Regions from separate parts of the Anser cygnoides genome. Here region 1 is linked to region 2. The links are chromatin contacts, called in public Hi-C maps. All regions are on one chromosome and are shown on one strand. Each heading gives the region's core, a stretch centred on a gene start, on an enhancer-like site or on the middle of the called end of the contact. The rest is flanking DNA. Distances are from core to core; before and after follow the strand shown. Region 1 holds the start of FXN (frataxin). Region 2 holds the start of LOC106044168 (riboflavin kinase).

Region 1 (4,601 bases), core at 1,330-3,829, 160 kb after region 2:
GACTATGGAGCGTACTGGGAAAACCTTCTCCAAAGCACATGGACTTAGAACTCTGTGGTTGCACGGAGGGGGAAGAGGGATTACAGCAAAGCAATGTTAATGATCAATAACTTGGAATCCATTTCTTTCTCTAACACGTGAAATGGTGTAAAACTTTAAACATCAAAGATTACAAAAGGCTTTTAGGATGTGTATGTTTAATGCCTGGGTATCTGATTTCTCTTCATTTTGCATTGGTAGTACTTTGATAAAAAATCAAAGACGTTTATCTATGAAGAGGATATGGCAATACGTGTCAAGTAAAAATAAAATATGTACAGATGGCATAGGCATAAATAGTCAGCTCCCTGGGGTATTAAATTGATATATTGGACTATTTATCCAGGTCTAAACAGATGGAACTCACCACGGGGAGCAAAATTTGAAGAATGAGGGCACAAACATGGTGCAGTGCTATCTGAATGCTCTGGCCCTGTAAACTGCCCAGAAAGAAAAAGCACTGGTTGATGCCTGCTTATTGATACATAGAGAATAACTCCATAGAGTTATTATAGATACGTGTATTTGATGCTGTAACTTAATCATATAGTATTCAGAGACTGAGCTTTGCCTTTACCAGTAGCGTTGAACAGTCATCCTCAGTTATTAAAAAAAGAGTACTTTGTGTCCTTGCACTAGAATTCAGCAGTTTGAAAACACTAACTCCTATCCCCTGTTTTCCTGTTGCCTTTCCTTACGCTTCAGGTAAGTTCATTTCATATAACTCGATATTACTTGCCCAAACCCAGAACGCTAGACAGTGATAAAGGTCATATAAAAGAGGTCATACACTCCAGCTATACTACACAGAGGACATTTGCTGACCCCTTTTTGCCAGGGTGCATGCAGTAGCTCACAGAAAGACACTGACTCTTTGCAGACTAAAGGCACAAGGCCTGACCCTGCAGCCAGTTTGCATTTGGAAATGCTTGGTGGGTGTGTTATGCCAGCCTAAAAAGGTACTGGTAGCAACGTGCTGTGGTATGAACGTTAATCTAAGGAACAAGGATCATGACAAAAAACGTAATGAATCATTGCAAAAATCACATTCTTCGTACCCTTTCGAAGTTGTGGAAACAATTGTCTCTGGTAGTAGTGCACTGTGAAGTTCATTAACGTGAACATTGTTATCAATTTCTTGAGTTTTGAGAGTGAGATTGCTAATAATGAAGATAATGCTCCATCTACTCTAATTTATTGACTTGTTATTAACTTAGAAACAAGAGATGGGCATTTCCTACTGAGAGTTGCATATGACTCTCATGCATATCACCATTAAAGAGAAATCACTGAAACTACCTGGAAACCACCAGAAAATGTTTTATAGAAATGGCAAACTATATAGGATGCTGTATAGGAATGGCAAAGTGTAAGCAAACACTATCTTTTACTAAAACAAACAAACAAAAGCGTTCTTCCAGCTGCTTTACCCTCTCCCCACCAACGTATGAAAAAGGAACTGTTTATTTTACTAACGTATTTTTTTGACTGATAAAAGCTATTTCTCCCTGCAAGCCTTATCTCAACATTTAGACCACTATAGCTGCAAAAACACAACTAGTTTCTTCCAGTAGCGATAAGCATGTGGGATCAGTCTTCAAGGAACAAGAGAGCATCTTGTGTCTAGATGACATATAAAAACTTCAGTGGCGGAATGCAACAAGGACGCAGGCCCCCATACAGTCTGAGAGAAGGCACTGGCAACTAAACAGCACTCAGGACACTGCTGGAAAGAGACGGGGTGGCAGAGATCAGTTACTTGGTTTGGTAAAACCACTTTTAACTACACGCTTCAAAGTCTCAGTTGAAATTTGCACAACCTACTTGAATTCTCTGGGTTTTTGGCTTAAAGTGAAAGACAAAACAAAACAAAACAAAACAAAAAAACAGCTAAGTTTTGCTGAAAAAGCTGACGGCTTATTTCCTAAAGCATTGCGAGGTGCCAGCTGTTTACTCGAGTGAGAGTTTTAGACATGTAAAAATGCAGCACACAGTAATCAAACAGTAGTACTTGTACATTTTATGTATTTATGATTTTACTTGCAATCTGTTGCATCTTACAGTCCTGTTCTGCGGAAGGATCTGAAGTGAAATTTTTCTGTGTTCTCACAGATTTATTTATTTTTTAATAAACTTTCACATCAGAGTTAATTTTTATCCCTCATCTCCCTGGTGAGTCTTTTTTTTTTTTTTTTTTAATGCAAGTAACAATAAAAGACGCCTAGCTGCGACTCCTGGCAGCCTCGCACATCGTTAACAACGCAATATAATCGGCAACAAAATAACTAAACAGGAAATTGACCAGCCCTTCTGCTCCTTTCTGAAGCAGACCGACAGCTCTCCTCAGACGTGCCGCCAAACACACGCCGGCTGTGGCACACAGCGTGCTTCATTTCCCCTTCACGGGACAACGGGTAACGTTTTTTTCGCACGTATCTCTCATTTCAGACTGTTCTGCCGGGCCTGCGGCCCGAGCCGGGGCAGCCCCTCGGGGCGGCCGGGCCCAGCCGCGCTGCTCCCCGCGGCGCCGGCGGAGGGCGGTAGCGGCCTCGCGGCCTCCCGTTCGCCGGCGCCGGGCCGAGCCGGGCCGAGCCGAGCCGGGCCGGGCCGTGCTGGCTCCTCCCCGGCCGCTTCCTCAGCGAACGGCGGCGGCATGTGGAGGCCGGGGGCGGCCGGCGCCGTGCGGGCGGCTCGGCGGGCGGCGGCGCGGCGGCGGAGCGCAGGCCCCGGGGGCGCCCCGCTGGAGGGGGCCGCCGCCGCCGCCGCCGTCCGGGGCCGGGCGGTGAGTGCGAGGCCGGCAGGGAGCCAGGGGACGGAGCGGGGCGGCCTCGGGCCTGCCGCGCACCCGGGGGGGGCTCCTCCGGCCCGGCGGGTTTGGAGCCCGAGGTGCCCGAGTGCGGCTCATGGGCGGGCGCGGGGAGCGGCGGCGCGGCTCGGCTCGGCTCGGCTCGGCCGCGGCGGCCGAGGTGGGTGTCCTCGTACGGAGGGGTGCCGGGGTGCTGTGCCTCCGGGTGCAGGAAGAGCTTCATCATCAGCCGCTCAGGGCGTTGTGGTGGTCGGCAAAGCCCTGCGCGTGCACGTGGAAAGGCAGCAGGAGTGCTGTCCTAACCGTTCAGCCGAAAACACGCACCGTCGTGGCGTGGGCGGGGAAGCAAGGGGCAGGCATGCCGCCTGCATTTCTTGGCAGGTAGCACGGGTGCTCCCGCGAGCGTGTTGCACTTGGGGATCAGCGTTACTCACACCCGCGTTGATGTGTGCCTTCCTCAGCCGCAGGGCGGCTGCCCGTCGCTCTCCTTTTGTCTCAGGATGCCCACACGTTGACCCAGCTTTTCTGTCATTTTGATCTGTATTAATCTCCTTTAAACGCGAGAGAAATTATAAATGAATCAGCTTGTTGCAGAGAAGAGATCTGGAATATGGCAAGTGGTGAAAGTCAGCTCTTAACGTCCGTAAGCGAGGAGCGCTCGGGGCTCCTGTGCATTTCATTTGGATGTGCTGGTGGCTGCTGGCAGGGGGACACAGGGTGCTGACAGTGAAGCGTCCGAGTAGTTGATGCGTGTAGAAATCCTGGCCTAAACCAGTTGTCTGAGCCTCCTCTGTAATTCTGTGTTATAGCGATAGAAAATAGCTATTTTAAAATTAATTTTTTTCTCACTAGCTTGTAACAGAAAACAAGGATATTATAGATTGGCTCAGTCATCCAGGGACTAAAGCTGCATAATTCTTTCTGTATTAGCTCTGTAATACAGAATGTAAATATTTTACTTGAGGATGGCAAGGTCTTCCAACCTATTTAATTTGTGTGACCAGTATGTAACTCATAATCTTCATATTTTAACTTTTAATTCCCTTTTACTTACACATATTTTCAACAGCAGTTACAATGTGCTTCAGAGCTGAAGAGCAGGACTGTTCAGTTTATGAATATAAGAAATGCAGGAACTCTGAATGACAGAAGGTAAATTTTATTCCGAGAATATTCTGAGATAATATTATTCATATGAAAATACTGCCTTTGCATTTTAAAACAATTGTAGACATGGTGCGGCTATCAAATTAATATAATGTTGATATGGTGATTCACGGGAAAAGTATAGTTCTAGGGAAGATCATTTTGTGTGAGTTTGGGAAGGAAACAACTCCTGTACCTGAAGGTGGGTGTCTAGCACCATTTCGTGTATGTCAGGGAACATGAAATTTGTGCCTTTCACAGGCAGGACGTGACACGGTACCCATGAGAGACTTCTCCCTGTACAGTGCTGCAGCTGGAGGCCCAGTGAACTATTGTGAAGATGTCTAGAGTGGCGCTTACCATTAAGTACCTGAATTGCATCCTGACTCAGTACATGAGTCCTGCCTAATCCTAAGGCCTTCTGTTCTCCAGAACTTTAGGTATTTCTGTGGTATCCCTGACATAAGTGGTGTGGAGTGTGTTTTGGTAATTGACTAATAAGAAACGTTTTTAAAGAGTACATTCTACATCAGGTGAAAGATACCGAGTCCCCATAGATCACAGTAACTGCTGTTTTGCCGTATCTCTTAGCAAAACAAATGATTTCACC
Region 2 (3,979 bases), core at 11-2,510:
CTACTTGATCAGAAAAGTTAGCTGCAAAAATTTTAGAAAGTGTACATTTATGTGAGCATGACAGAATTCTCAAACACTTAAAAGCCAAGCTCCGCCAACATGCTACTTGCGAACAGAATACCGATGATGATTGTGATACAATGTGCCATTTGCAAATTATAAATGATAAAACAACTTCATAAAACGTAGTCCCTGTACCAATACCAGTCATTATATCTCCTATTTTATTGTTATATCCGTTCTACTCTACAGTTAAAATAAACTAAAATAGCCATTATGAAGGCATTTCACTATTAGAAATGTCACTGCTATTATATGGTCGAAGAGCAGATGAATCAAGTTATTTCTGCACTCTCAAGTGGCATCTTAGAATTATTTATGTGTAATTATTTTTCTAGTAAGTAACTTGTTTGCACAATTTTTATGATTTTAGTCACCTGTCAAAATTTTCTGGCTGCCTTTTAGGGTATCCACAATTGGGGTTTTTCTTAGAAAATTATGAATCTAATTTTTTTTTTTTCCTGACTGAAGGGAATGAAACTAAGACTCTCCTCCCATCACAGCTGTCCCACTTAACTTCCTTCACGCTTAGCTACAGCTCTTCGTGCAAGGTTTCAAGCAGATTTTAGAGAGGTTTCAGCTAGTGAATTTCTGTCGTAGTTCACAAGCCGTAACAACTTCCCTCGCAAGCTCGGTGACACCAGCATCTCATACAGACAGAACAGAAAGGCCAGGTTTCTATTAACAGATTGATCTATTAACAGATGCCTGGGGCCCCCAGCCACCGAGGCCGCCACAGGAGGCGTTGTTTCGGGGTCTCGCTGCCCGTGGTCGCCTTTCAGCAAGTCCAAAAAAAAAAAAAAAAAAAAAAAGAGTTTAACAGAAGAGTAAACGTAAGGAACGAGGCTCTAAACAACGCAGAAAAGGGAGAAGAGAGGAAAAAAAAACAAATAAATAAAGGTGCCAGACGAAAAGCCCCGCGGCCCGCCGGCCCTCACCGGTGGGGACGCCCAGCTGGCGGGAGCCCCTGCCGAAGCCCCTCACCACCTCCCCGCGGCACGCGAACGGCAGCGGCCCCATGCCGGGACCGCCCGCGCCGCCGCCGCCGCCTCACCGAGGACGGCGCCACTGCTGAGCATGCTCAGAAGGCCGCCGAGCCGTTGGGCGGCCGTTGGGCGGCCGTTGGGCGGCCGTTGGGCGGCCGTTGGGCGGCCGTTGGGCGCCGCCCCCCTGCGGCCTGACGGGGGGAAGTAGCGCCCAGAAAGCGGGCTGCTGACGTGGGGGGGGGGCGTCTCTGCCCGGCCGGGTTTTGTACCCCAAAAATCAAGCATCGGCGGCAGCCCCTGGAGGTGGTGCCTCGTCCGCCCTCCCACCTGAAAAGCTGCGCCGTGCGCTCCTCACCGGCGCTTGGAAACGAAATAGCGAGCGGTTCTTCCCTTGCAGTTCCTTTTTTACCCTTCTTTTTTTTTTTTTTTTTTTCTTTCAGAAAATCGCCTTGCGTCAGTATACGGCAGACGCCTGGGAAAATCTGTGGAAAAAAAAAAAAAAGATTTTTGTTACGTAATTACGACAAGCTGTTGCTGCTTATTAAAAGGAAATCATTTCTGCTCCTGTGATGCATCACCCTCCACTGTAGGCATTTCCTCTTGGAAAATGCGTTAAGACAGATGCCCGTCCTGTGTTCACACCGCGCTCTGAACGCACAGGCCAACTCGGCATTTCTCTACTTTCATTTGCTGATTCCAGTTCCTCTTCATGTTGTAGGTTTGTTGCTAAACTGCTTTTATACGCTTAGCTGAATAACGTTATTTTCTTATCCAGGTGAAATAGATTGAATTGCTGGTGTTCTATTCAAAATAGCAGATGGAAGTGCATATTTCCCCTTCAGTACGTAGTGGACAGCCTAAGCTTGTCTTTTTGTATCAGTGGTATGTATGCTAAATAGGTTCTGGACTTCTAGCAAGGCGGCTACAGTGCACACAACCACATTGATGTAAAAGTGCATGTGTATTTTGAAATATCACCAGAGTCCTTAAAGTGAATTCACAATTCATGCAGAGCACAGTTACTAGTTTTGCCAGTTTTATATACCTAGTTACAAGAACGTCTCCAGAGTTAGCTCGAAATCTGGTAGGTGGCTTTTCCATGTAAAAAATCAGCTAAGTACTTATGACATGCCCATACCTAATGGCAGTCTAAGCAGCCTGTAAACAGTGCATTCTGATGATGGGGAACTCTCTTGACAAACTGGTTCTCTCACAAAACAAAACAGTGAATGCATGCGTAGGCTCTGTAGGCACTAATTGCTTCATAGGATTAAGGCCAAAATTATTCTAAAAAACAATTCTACCTCAAATTTACCCATCTTCCTATTTTCTTTTCACTCATCCCAGTCCCCCACTGTGCATTTAATGTTAACATTTTAATTCATTACTTCAGTTTGAGTACCTCTGACTCACTTGCAGAATCATTGTTTATGTAACTGCAGCTGAAAAAAAAATAATAGTGGTAGTATATATAAAAGAAGGGAAATTGGAAGGAATAATACACTAGTGGTGCATACATTCTGTTCTGTCTGACAGCATGGAGAAGAAAATGTTACAAAAAGTTTTGTCTAGTGAATTTAGTAATGAAGGTATCTTGGGTATTAAGACCAAATCAAGAAGGTGTTATTTAGTTGCCTAACTAAGGGTGGACTATAACAGTTGACACTGTGACACTCTGGCCCACAGAATTTTTAGTTTATTTCAGATGTACAGCAAAATAAACATGTGAAGCAGATATGTTTATATTGTTCATGTTTTGTTTCTTCCAGGCAATAATGAATTGTAGCTTTGGTAATTGTCTGTATATAAGCAAATGTACACTTGTGTTCTTCTGTTTTCTTTTGTTATTTTAGTTTGTTTTGTTTTACGAATACAACTTTTCAGAACAAAACCTTATGTTCTTGTGATGTCCACAAGGTGCCATCCTCCGATCTTTTCTTTTTCAATATCTGCAGGTTTGGGCATACATTTTACAATGTTCACAATAGAACAGATCTTAAGAATAAGGTAAATATTTGCTTAAGAATCACATGGTTAGTAGTTTCTTGGAAGTATAACTGGTGACTTATATCTCATCCAGTCAAATAATTGTTATGTTAATAGTCTTTCTCAGAAGTGATGGGTCACTGTGATCCAGCTATAAATTATTAATCCTTGATGCATATTTTTCTTTTGATATAAATTGTACTTAGTTCAGATTGGAAGGTGGATTTTACATAAGCAGAATTTAATCACCTGTATTCAAATTTTAAGTATTTCTTCAAGAAGTACAGTTGAATTTTAGTCACAAATATGTTTCAAGAAAAGCAGTTCGATAGCTCATACCTGCAGTTAGAAGACTCAGGCACTATTTCACAGAGCTGAAAAAGAACTGCTTTGTACTGATAATGTATTTTTACAGCTATTGTCGCTAGTGAAAAGTCCCAAAGTATTTTTCTACTGTACACGTAACCATAGAAACCAGAATAAAGAAAAGAGAGCAGGTGTCATGTGTCATCAGTGCAGGCTTTCTTTTGTCCAGGAATAGGCTGCATGGCCCCTCACCTCTATTCTCTTCTCAGAAGATTGAAAAAGCCTCATTAATTTTCAAGCTGCAAGGTAGAAAGGTGCAGCACCTAAGCAACAGCATCAGAAAGAGAAGATGAAAATGGTGGTCCTGGAGACTGAGGAAGGAGGTAGCAAAGCATATGTCGGCAATATTTTTTCCTGCTTGTGTGTTATTATTCATTAACATCATTCTCTTCTTACCTTCCTTGAGCGTTACCTCAATTTGTCCAGAAGACCTTGAGCAGCATGCTGGAAAGACAAGGGCTGACCTTCCAGCCCTGTTCACACATTAAGCAATGACTGAACCACCAGGACAGGTTCTGTGAAAATTTCTCACTGTAGAAAGGACCTCGACGTTTATAATATTCCTGCCAACACGTCTTCCA

Evidence for each region. Hi-C and Micro-C count contacts between places; a contact is called where the count stands out from the background.
Region 1: a Hi-C map of liver shows a contact between it and region 2, with 2.6 times the contacts expected there. The contact joins the promoter of FXN here to the promoter of LOC106044168 in region 2. A contact is called at or near these places in 3 of 7 Hi-C or Micro-C datasets (all in liver).

The regions. Positions count from the first base shown.
Region 1 is chrZ:49,141,025-49,145,625 of Taihu_goose_T2T_genome, forward strand. FXN (frataxin) reads left to right here and starts at 2,580. Exons shown (of 6, transcript XM_066988268.1): 1 at 2,580-2,821; 2 at 3,915-3,997. The coding sequence starts at 2,693.
Region 2 is chrZ:48,987,301-48,991,279 of Taihu_goose_T2T_genome, forward strand. It overlaps LOC106044168 (riboflavin kinase), which reads right to left and starts at 1,261. Exons shown (of 4, transcript XM_048073528.2): 1 at 999-1,261; 2 at 1-21. The coding sequence starts at 1,080. LOC106044169 (a long non-coding RNA gene) reads left to right here and starts at 1,208. Exons shown (of 4, transcript XR_007166862.2): 1 at 1,208-1,349; 2 at 1,487-1,764; 3 at 3,002-3,053; 4 at 3,568-3,979.